Linked DNA regions of Mus musculus: region 1 is linked to region 2. A link is a contact called in public HiChIP or PLAC-seq data. All regions are on one chromosome and are shown on one strand. Each heading gives the region's core, a stretch centred on a gene start, on an enhancer-like site or on the middle of the called end of the contact. The rest is flanking DNA. Distances are from core to core; before and after follow the strand shown.

Region 1 (5,882 bases), core at 83-2,582, 270 kb before region 2:
TGGATGGGAAGGATGACTAGAGAAATAACAAGCCAAGGCAAAGTTCTCTGAACAAGGCTCAATATAGTCTTAAATTTAAAGGGGGGAGACCCATCCCCCACTTTGTCAGGATCACCTCAGGAAAGCAAGCTCAGCTGTTCTGCAGGTAGCTTCTTGCAGGAAGCTGCAGATGTGGCAGACAAAAGACTTCACCTAGGTCAGAAGACTCCACCCTGGGTGGGCTAGCCTACTGTGGCAGAAACCGGTCTGATTCAGCCAGCTCAAGGCTGGGGGGAAGGGCACACTAGCCTCCACATGTAGTGTGTGTACATGTGGCAGACACACAGGAAACAGTCTCATAACTGATGCTGACTGTACCGGAGTCAGCGTGAATCAGAGAACTTCTTTACAGTCAGTTCCAAGACAGAAAAGTAGAGGAAAATTAGTGTTTCTGTGACCTGATTTCCATCTGAGGCATTCTAGCTCCATGGCTTATCCTCAGAGTGTTACCAGCCATGAATGATTGACAAACAATGGTCAACAGAAGCAAGAGCGTTAGCAGTCATGAGTGGTTGACAAAAGCCACAGTATATTTCATCAATTTGGTGGGTGCAAAAATAATAGCAGTTTTTGCATTGCTGAAAATTTTAATATTGGAATATAGTTGTAAGGTTTATTGTTATTTTTTGTTATGTGTATGAGAATGTATTTGTGAGGATGTAAGCAGTATGTGTGTCTGTTTTCCTGCTGAGGCCAGAAGAGTGTGTTAGATCCCTAGTAGGTGGAGTTACAGGTAGTGTTGAGCTGCCTAATATGAATGCTGACAGCTGAACTCAGGTCCTCTGCAGTAGCAGTATGTGCGCTTAACCTCTGGGCCATCGGTCCAGCTCATGGAGTATATTGATAAATGTGGCTATGTTGTATGTCGTTTAATATGTGTTTCCTGCTTTTTTTTCTTTCTTTCTTTTGTTTTTTCGAGACAGGGTTTCTTCTCTGTGTAGCCCTGGCTGTCCTGGAACTCACTCTGTAGACCATGCTGGCCTCGAACTCAGAAATCCTCCTCGTGTGCCACCACTTCCCGGCCGGGTCATAGCTTTTTTAACCTTTAAATAAAGAGCTTTTGTTGGGAATTCAAACCGAGGTCTTTAGAAGGTGACCCTAGGCATCTCAGGCTGAGAGCTGGTTTGTGTTCCTCTGGAATTGTGTGAGAAGTAATCCCAGGACTCAGGGTGTCGCCTGAGCCCATCCCGGGGCGGGATGGCGGCCGCACTGCGCAGGAGCGGAAGCTGCGCTGCCCTTCCCCCACCGACTTCCGGCTGCCGCTCTGGTTCTCCCGCCTCCGACTGTGAGGCGGCTCGTAGACGTCCCGCCATGGCACTGTCGCGGGGGTTGCCCCGGGAGCTGGCCGAGGCGGTGTCCGGCGGCCGGGTGCTGGTGGTTGGCGCGGGTGGGATCGGCTGTGAGCTGCTCAAGAACCTGGTGCTCACTGGCTTCTCCCACATCGACCTGGTGAGGCCCGGGCTCCGGGTGAATGGCGGTCTGCCTGCGGGGCCCGGTTCCGGGCGGGAGTCAGGGCGGCGCGGCCCGAGAGGCCTGGGGTTAGGATCACCGTGCGGGAAGCGGGTTGGTGGGACGCGGGACTCCGGCTCTCCGGACCTCCTGTTCGCGGCCCTCGGCTCCCTGGGCCTGCGCGCGCCGCCTCCCGAGGCAGTTTCCCCAGTTACACTGGGATGCAAGAAGAGACCCTGTAGATGCTGTGACTTTAATTCAAATATTCTCCAACTTAAAATAACGATCCCGCGGCCGAGCGGTTTGCAGCCACCAGCCACAGCACGCCGGGCGTGCACACGTGCATTCATTCCCGAGTCTGCCACCGGCCCTCAGGTTGCAAGTGCTGTCTGCATCCCGTTTTATTTTTAACAGATGAGGAAAGTGAGACGCTATGAGGTTGAGTAACTTACCCTGGGGGCACGCCGTAAGTGGCTGGTTAGACTCCTTGGGGCTCGCGCTCCTCTGGTCTGGGCATCGTGCAGATCCGTGTTTATGTCATTATAGATACTCCCTGGGGTTTGCAGGATTGGGTGACAGACTGTAATCCGTGCATCGAGAGACTGTAGAACTGGAAGTTTGAGGTCCGCTTGGGCTACGTAGCAACATCTTACCCAAGAAATTAAAAAAAAATTTTTTTTTTTGGTTGTCAGGATTCTTAAGTTTTGCGTTAGCGTAATGTGCAATGACAGGAAACCCCTGTAATTTGTGAATGTGTTGGAGATATTATATGAACCTTGGATGTGAATTGAAGATGCCTTAAGGTTTAACAGAAACACGGGATGAAATTGCAGGTGTCAGGGTTTCAGCTGAGGCAGAATTGGAGGGAAACATTCTTCATTGGTCAGGCTTCACACCCAGTTTTGGTCCATAGAAAATAGTATAATCCATAATATGCTAGTGACGCTTGATGCTATTTTAAGAGTAGATTTTTCAATAGACAGGAGTGAATTGAAAAAGTAAATGCTTGTTCTCTGTTTTAATTTTCTTTGGTTAAATTTTTATAGTGAACTTTGAAGTACAAATGAATATTTCAATGATTATGTTCCATAATTTTCCCATACTACTCTAAACTTTAGAATGTTTGATGATGAGAACATTTTGTTGCTTATGTAAGTTTGTTGAAATAGAATGTAAATGATGTTAATTCTTTTCCCCTTTAAAGTAGCAATTAGATTAAAATTTAATTTTACTTTAAACTTTTTCCTTTATTTTACGTGTATGGGCCATTTGCCTGCATTGTGTCTGTGCCTGGTGCCCCCAGAGGCCAGAAGGGGGCGTTGGATCCCTGGAGCTGGTGTTAGCAATGGCTGTGACTCACCATGTTGAGCCTGAAAATTGAACCCCTGGTCCTATGCAAGAGCAGCCAGCACTCTTAACTGTTTAGCCATCTACGACGGCTCCTAGACTAGATTTTACTTTACTTATTTATTTTACCATACATAGGGCATTTTCTTCAACAGCCCTCAAGTAATCCTGAGTGAATGTGTAGATAAGGAATTAACGTGAGTGTGGTGGCTTACATCTTTAATTCCAGCACTAGGAGGCAGAGGCAGACTGACCTCTGTATTCTGTATGTTCCAGGCCAGCCTGGTCTACAAAGAGAGTTCCAGGGGATCTGAGGCTGTTACACAGAGAAACCATCTCAAAAAAAAAGAAAGAATGAAAGTAACTAACATGCTCCATATTGCTTAATGAGAAATGACATGGCACGGGAAATCAGAAATTATCAGACAGATGGGTGTTTTTTGTGTGTGGAGGCCAGAGGACAACTTCAAGGTTCGTTCTCCCTGGGCATTGTCGAGCAGTTACTGAGGCAGGGTCTCTTTCTACCCTGGAACTCTGCAGATGTACTAGGCTAACTGGCTAGTGAGTCCAGGAATTCCTCCTAGCCCCACTGCCCTGGCTCTGGAATTGCAAAGGCTTGCCACTGTGCCCAGCTTGTTTTAACGTGGCTTTTGAAGTATCAAACTCTGCTCCTTGTAGCTGGCAGTGCAGCCGCTTTTTTTTTTTTTAAGATTTATTTATTTAATATATGTGAGTACAGTGAGTACACTTTAGCTGTCTTCAGACACGCCAGAAGAGGGCATCAGACCCAATTATGGATGGTTGTGAGCCACCATGTGGTTGCTGGGAATTGAACTCAGGACCTCTGGAAGAGCAGCCAGTGCTAGTAACTGCTGAGCCATGTCTCCAGCCCCAGGGCAGCCACTTTACTGCCTTCAATCTCCTTGGCCTAGAAAACTACTTATTTACTGAATTTTGAGGCAGAGTCTCTGTTTGTAGCCCTGGTTGGTCTGGAACTCATTATGGAGACCAGGCTGACCTTCAGCTAACAGGTAACTGATTGCACCACCTTGCCCACCCAGAAAATTTTATTTTATTTTATTTTTTTATTTTTTATTTTTTGGTTTTTTTTCGAGACAGGGTTTCTCTGTGTAGCCCTGGCTGTCCTGGAATTCACTCTGTAGACCAGGCTGGCCTCGAACTCAGAAATCTGCCTGCCCCTGCCTCCCGAGTGCTGGGATCAAAAGGCGTGCGCCACCACACCCGGCTTTTTATATTTTTAATCAAATCTTTTATGATATCTAAGGAATTCCCTGAAATATTTGCATTGATCATGGTTAAATAAACAAAAAAAAATTAGCCATCCTTAATGCATTTTTGAGGTTACCTTTGACTTAAGTGCTGTTCTTCCCGTAATGTTTAAATGCAGTTGTTATCTGGTCAACAATTGGGTGTGAGTTGTCCAGGAAAGCACTGGCTGCAGGTAAGCTCTGGGTTAAGCACAGTGAAGACAGCGGTGTTGCTCAGAAATTGGGATTTACCTCCCTTTCTTTATTTGTAGATTGATCTGGACACTATCGATGTCAGCAACCTCAACAGGCAGTTCTTGTTTCAAAAGAAACATGTGGGAAGATCAAAGGCTCAGGTAACTTCCCCATACTGCAGTTAGGACACTTGACCAAGGTTTCACTTAACAGAGGGAGAGAGTGGGTGAGGCTAGCTCTTTTTATTTTTATTTCTATGATTAACATTTCATTTACTTATTATGGGGCACTTGTGCACATCATTTGCATGGGAATGGAAGTCTGGGGACAACTGGTCTCACCCTCTCCTCCCACCCTTTGGGTTCTGGGGATTGACCAGGCCCCTGAACCTTCACCACACAAGCCTACCTCTTGAATCCCAAAGAGTGAAAAGAATAAGGGAGTGACTCAGGTCACTGGCTATCTGGAAGGAACAAATTGGGATGTCTTTCATATCCTCTTCATATTTAAGTTTGTTCCTTTACATCCCAGGGAGAAAAGATACTATTTTGAATATTTCCCATGGCTTGCAAGGTCAGAGGTCCTGCTGTCCTGTTTTCTGCCAGCGCTCTCCCCTCAACGCCATTGCAATTGTTTTTGTTGTTGTTTTCTCTTGCAGCTCCCTTCCCAGCGGATGTTTTCTGTGTTAACTTGTTTGACTAAGTTCTTCTGTGGCAGCAGCCTGTCCTAAGCTGAGTCACACCTTGGCAGTGATGTTTATCTGGATGGTTACGGAAGGCTTCTTAGGCTCTTAAGTGAATGAATGGCGCGTGCTTATGGCAGCTTAGTTTAGTTTAGTTTAGTTTTGCACTGCAGGGACCGTACACAGATGTCCTTCCTGAGTTAGAGCACTGGCCTCATGGTGTCTGTTTTTTCTGAAGCTTGCCATTCATGTAGAAGTGTGTATGGTCACATGTAGGGGAAATTATTTTCTGAGTACTAATATACTTGATGAGACTTTACTGCAGTTTTTGTACATAAATAGGATTAGCACATTATAAGTGAAGCAGCCATGTATATGTCAGTCAGATTTCAAATGTTAACAGCGGTTTACTGTTGCTTTTCCAGGTTGCCAAAGAAAGTGTGCTCCAGTTCCACCCCCAAGCCAACATTGAGGCTCACCATGACAGCATCATGAAGTACGCATATCATTTTGTTACAATGCTGTTTGCTATGAATTCTTTTTTTTTTTTTTCTTTTTTTTTTTTTTTTTTTTTAAAGATTTATTTATTTATTTATTATATGTAAGTACATTGTAGCTGTCTTCAGACACTCAGAAGAGGGGGTCAGATCTTGTTACGGATGGTTGTGAGCCACCATGTGGTTGCTGGGATTTGAACTCTGGACCTTCAGAAGAGCAGTCGGGTGCTCTAACCCACTGAGCCATCTCACCAGCCCTTGCTATGAATTCTTAATTAAGTCATTAAAGTGTAAGGCATTTTTATCTGGCGTGTATGTGAGCCCCGAGTCATTCTGTGTTTTTAGGATAACTTCTAGATACTTACATGATGAGTCTGTGCCCACATTAGTGCCATTGTTATTACC
Region 2 (5,144 bases), core at 168-2,667:
AAACACTGGGCATACACAAGTGCCTAGAGGCAAGACTGCATTGTGTCTCATGTTTTACAGGTCCAGTCAGGCAGGATACAAGACTCAGGTCCAGAATGCAAATGAGGAACTGAGTTTTTATTGTGAGGGAATTGGGAACCATGCATACTTTAAAGTAGAGTGAAGATCTAGCAACTCCAATCAGGTTGGGGATAGCTCAAATATTGCTTCTCAATTCAGCTGCAAGGAAAGAGCCATCAGCTGGCATTTGGAATGGTGCAGATTTTGGCTGTGGAGCACATGTGACCAAAATGCTTCCAGCAACTTGACCAACCTTGATACCTTAAGAACAAAAGATGTCTGGGTGAGTGTACACAAGAGGTAAGTTTTGGAGGTAAGATCTTTGCTGGCCAGAGAGGGTGTGTGGGTCCTTCTTTCTAGGCCCAAAGTTGAGATGACATTTATTTGTGCACACACTTTGTTTGTGGGTAGCATAGGCTTCACTTGGAGCAGGAGTGAGTAATAGACAGGTGTCATTGGCCTCAAGTCTCCAGTGAGGTGAGCTAGGGAGAAGGGAGCCAGGAGAGCAGGATGGTAGTTATTGTGTATAGGTTTACAGTGGATAGGCTATAGGGACAATGCTTTCTTTTGCATGGTGGAGAATGTGGCCATTGAGAATGTGGCTGTGGACCTTTGCCAGGCATAGCAGAAGCTTCTGAATGAGTCAAGGATGCCGCGGACTATGCAGTGGGAATTCCACCTAAGTGGTCAGGAACCCAAGGTGACTGGAACCAGGTTGGGAATAGGATCGGCATGACAGACAGACAAGCACTCAATGGTGAAGCTGCTGCTGCAAAATCTTTACCTCAGGGTTCAGATTATATACACAATCAAGAAGGAACAATTTTCTCTTGACAAATCACATATCTTAGTTCCTCTTTAAACCTAACACAAGTATAGCTTACTAGGAAATTAAATCACCCATTGGCGCCCACCTGTGGTTTTGCTGCCAGACTGAACTTTCATATTGACTCAAGAATCTTATAACCTTTTATTTACTACTCTAATGATCTTATTCAACAGCACATGCAATCCCAATCTAAACTTTATAATATTTCTTGCTTATTTCTTTTATTACCAAATATGTCTACTCCTGGCTATCTAGGAGTAAGTATCTCCAAATGATAGGAAAACATACATCTGCCACCTCAAGGTCCACTGTTGCTCATCTGTTAAGGCATACCAAGGAGCCCTACTTCTTATTCTTTCCCATAGACTTAATTCTGAATATCTCATTTTCCACAATCCATCTGATTAAGTTCTTATCATAAATTCCAGTCCATGGAAGTGGAGCATTTGTTGGATTAAACTTGTAAGGTCCATGATATCTAGGTACTTCCCACTATCCTCTACTCAGCTTCACAAGAACTGACTAATCACCCCCCCTTTCACTGTTAGTCCTAATTCCTATAAATTCTGGATTTCTTCATCCTGTATAGTTTCTCTTTTACATCTGACAATTTTATTAATGCCTAAATCTAATTGTTGTATTAAATTAATGACAGCGCCCAAAATCATATTTTCTCTTTGCAAGATCTGCAAAATCAATTGTGCTGTTTCAGACAAAATCTCTAGTGGGATGACATTGCGAGCAATTCCAATCAGATTCTCATCTATTTTTGCTACATACACCAGCTCTGTGGTTGAGGACACTGAGGTTGAAGCACCCAGCACAGTTTCCTGTCTAGTACTTTCAGTTCCTGAAACAGCTAAAGATACATCTTTCCAAATCACAAAATTCTTTGTATCAGCAACTGCCATCCAGCCAAGCATGCCAGAAGGGGACATGGGACGGGCAGACTGCCAGGGACCTCCAGGAGACCTAGCTCCACAGAGCACAAATCTCAGTGAATGGTTACCATTCAAGGAGTTTTTCTTTCATTGCTACACAGATTCCATTGGAGTTGGTGTGGCACAAGGAGACTCCTTTACTATGAAATGATGCATGAGCACTTTAGTATTGTGGCCTCAGATTCCTTTACATACTCCTGCCTAGGGCGGGCACTTCCTTTTCTTCAGGGATCATACTTTTCTCTTTGGTTTTTCAGGACAGGATTTCTCTGGTTAGCCATGGCTTTTCTAGAACTCACACTGTAGATCAGGTTGGACCTCAACTCAGAGATCAACCTGCCTCTGGCTTCTGAGTGCTTTTTATCAAGGATTGTTCTTGTTGTGTGTCTTAGTTAGGGTTTTATTGCTGTGGTAAGATACCATAATCATGTCAATTTTAATATAGGCAAACACTTAATTAGGGCTGGTTTATTCTTTCAGAGGTTGAGTTCAATGTCAAGGTAGGAAGTAAGGCAGTGTGCAGGCAGACATGGTGCTGGAGAAGGAGCTTAGACTTCTACATCTTGATTCTAAGACATCCAGGAGTGGACTGGCTTCTTGAGGTAGCCAGGAGGCAGGTCTCTTTGGCACTGGATGGAGGATGAGCGCTAGGACATTTCAAATCCCACCTACAGAGTGAAACATTTCCTCCAAGAAGACCACTCTTATTCCAATCAGGTTAAGCCTCCTAATAGTCACAATTTCCATGGTGAAGCATATTTAAACCACTGTTGGTGTCAGTGTGTAATGTGTTCCCTTGTCCCCTCTCCTTAAGGTTTCCCAGGACTGATAAAGTCAGTATCTCTGGAGAGTACTGACCCATAGCTGTGAGATGCTTCTTTGTGGTTTAAAATCAATTTTTTATTATCTTTAATTTTTTTACAGTCCAGTCATTATTCCCTTCCCATCCTGCCCTCCAAACAGTTCATCCTCATCCTCCTCCCCCATCTCCAAAAGAATGTCCCCAACCCCACACATCCCCACACCCTTTCAGGCTTCCCCATTCCCTGAGGTCTCAAGGCTCTTAAGGGTTAGGTGTGTCTTCTATCATTGAGGCCAGATGAGACAGTCCTCTTATATGTACTTGTTGGGTGCCTTAGACCAGCTAGTGTATGCTGCCTGGTTGGTGGCTCAGTATCTGAGTGATCTCAGGGGCCTGGGTTAGATGTCCCACAACAGAAGAATAGATATAGAAAATGTGATTCATTTACACAATGGAATACCATTCAACTATTAAGATGGAGGACATTATGAGTTTTACAGGGCAAATGGATGGAGCTAGAAATTATCACTTGAGTGAGATATCTCAGACATAAAAGGACATGCATGGTTTATACTCACTCATAAGTGGATATTGGCCAAAAATGTACAAAATACCCAGGAAACAGTCCACAGACTAAAACCTTTTATAATCTACTTTTATGAGAGAGAGAGAGAGAGAGAGAGAGAGAGAGAGAGAGAGAGAGAGAGAGAGAGAGAGAGAGAGAATGGATTGGGGAAGGGATAAGTGTAAACATTGGAGTCAGAGTTGGTTCTCCTTGGCCAACTGATAGGTCTTGGGATTCAACTCAGATCATCAGGCTTAGTAACCAGCATCTTTTTTTTTTTCTCCCACTGAGAAAACTCTACAGTTTTGATGTTTCCTTTTCTATGGTCTAATAGTGGGGCTTGTCCCAAGATACCATTCTATTTTTACCTTCCTTACCTTTCTAACAAACATGGATGTACCTTCCAGAGTTCATGTAGTCATCCAGTGGAGTGAGAGCAGTTGTGATATGGGACACAACACGACAGGCATACACAAGGCATTCCTTAGGTGAGTCTGGATGAAGAGTGTTTGACTGTGTTGTAATGTTCCAGAAACCTTTCCAGTGGCCCTTTGGGGTCTTCCTGGCAAGGAAAAGTTGGCACCACAATTCATTTTGCACCTTCAAGCCCCATTTGAAGTAGAAACTTCAGGGTTCTTGGAAAGTCAATTGTATTGGATGGTGTTACACTCAGGCAAAAACCTGAAGGAAGGTTGTGCTGAACTAAACACAGGTGAAAGCCTAAGGCAGACTTATGAAGGGATATTTCACTGAAGCAGACACAGGATAAAGGATGTTCTGTTAAAGCAAGCATGTGAAAGGACATGTGATGAAGGATTCTTTGCTGACTACACACATGTATTGGTCTGCCTTACATAATGCAGTTGAGCTCCATTTGTCTGGTATCCCTAGAGAAAAACACACCAAAAAACTTCTAGTGGTGTGCTGGGCCTTTATTTACCAATGAAAATCAACTAGGATCAGGGTCCCTCAGTGTCTTACATGTTGACACACAGATTCTTGTGCAGTTTTTGGGACCAAATGAACGTAATGCAAGCAGCATAGGCCAAATCTAAAAAGTTGGTCCACCTTACGTTGCATTCTTGAGCTCCATTTATTGGGACTCCACACAGAGAACGGCACCAAAAGCGTTGTGGTTGTGTGATGGGGCTTCTTGCTGCTTTTTAAGACCCAGGACCACGGGTAGAGTGATGTCAACTAAGTTAGACTCAGATGCTGAGACAAGACACCTGTCAGGCAAGATCCACGGAGGAAAAGTGACATTTGGAGGGCCATAAATAGGACCCAATGAACTGTGGGAGGATCTTGGCTTGCTTGCATAGCAATACACTTCTTGATCTTGTGTCTTTGCTAATCTTCACTTTGATGAAAGAGGCACAGCTGTGAATTTCTCCTGAATTTCCTGTTGGCCCTGGTCTAACCTGATGACTCATGCAGATTTGGCCAAGGCCAGGCAGTTCCTGCTAGGTCGTGCCAACACCTCTTGTAAACCAATAGTTCTGAACTGGACTTCTGGTATATCCATGAAGTATTTGTGAGTAGATTGAGCTGTTCTTGCTGATGTAGGAACTGGATTTCTGATTTCCTGACAAAAGAGATGGGATTTGTTCCAAAGAACCATATTTAAACAGGTCCTCTCCCCCGGTATCCTAACTTTTCTACTACCTCTTGTTGAGGTGAGTAGAAGGGAGGTTTAAGTGTTTAAGAACCATCATTAAAAGTAGGTAGTGAGTAAATTAAAGTCACACCCATTCTTGACAGTTGCTTACTTATCACACCTTCTCTGACTTTGGCTGAAGATGATAGCACTTGACAGTCACACCACTGTCCTTCATGACCTCTGCTGCATCTGTGTTATACATGTGCATGTAGACTAAATTGTGCTTTAAAAAGTGCAGTGGGATTTTGTGGTGGTTTGAATAGGAATGGCCCCCAAAGACACATGTT

Evidence for each region. HiChIP or PLAC-seq counts read pairs in DNA pulled down with a chosen protein or histone mark.
Region 1: a contact with region 2 is called in an H3K4me3 HiChIP or PLAC-seq map of the 230-238 cell line, with 30 read pairs. The contact joins the promoter of Uba2 here to the enhancer-like site in region 2. A contact is called at or near these places in 1 of 39 promoter capture datasets (pre-B cells), 1 of 15 datasets of contacts at CTCF or cohesin (large pre-B cells) and 6 of 115 datasets of contacts at active chromatin or transcription factors (the 230-238 cell line, bone marrow-derived macrophages, large pre-B cells and 1 more).

Annotation. Positions count from the first base shown.
Region 1 is chr7:34,163,979-34,169,860 of GRCm38.p6, reverse strand. It overlaps Uba2 (ubiquitin-like modifier activating enzyme 2), which reads left to right and starts at 1,332. Exons shown (of 17, transcript NM_016682.2): 1 at 1,332-1,488; 2 at 4,376-4,459; 3 at 5,406-5,476. The coding sequence starts at 1,351.
Region 2 is chr7:33,896,819-33,901,962 of GRCm38.p6, reverse strand. No RefSeq gene overlaps it. Among named protein-coding and RNA genes, the nearest start is that of Scgb2b26, 46 kb to the left of the region's middle. Within about 2 kb of position 1,417, at least 22 of the 459 cell types and tissues checked have an H3K27ac peak or open chromatin away from gene starts, as enhancers often do. A contact at or near this core is called in the 230-238 cell line, bone marrow-derived macrophages and pro-B cells, where this site is marked.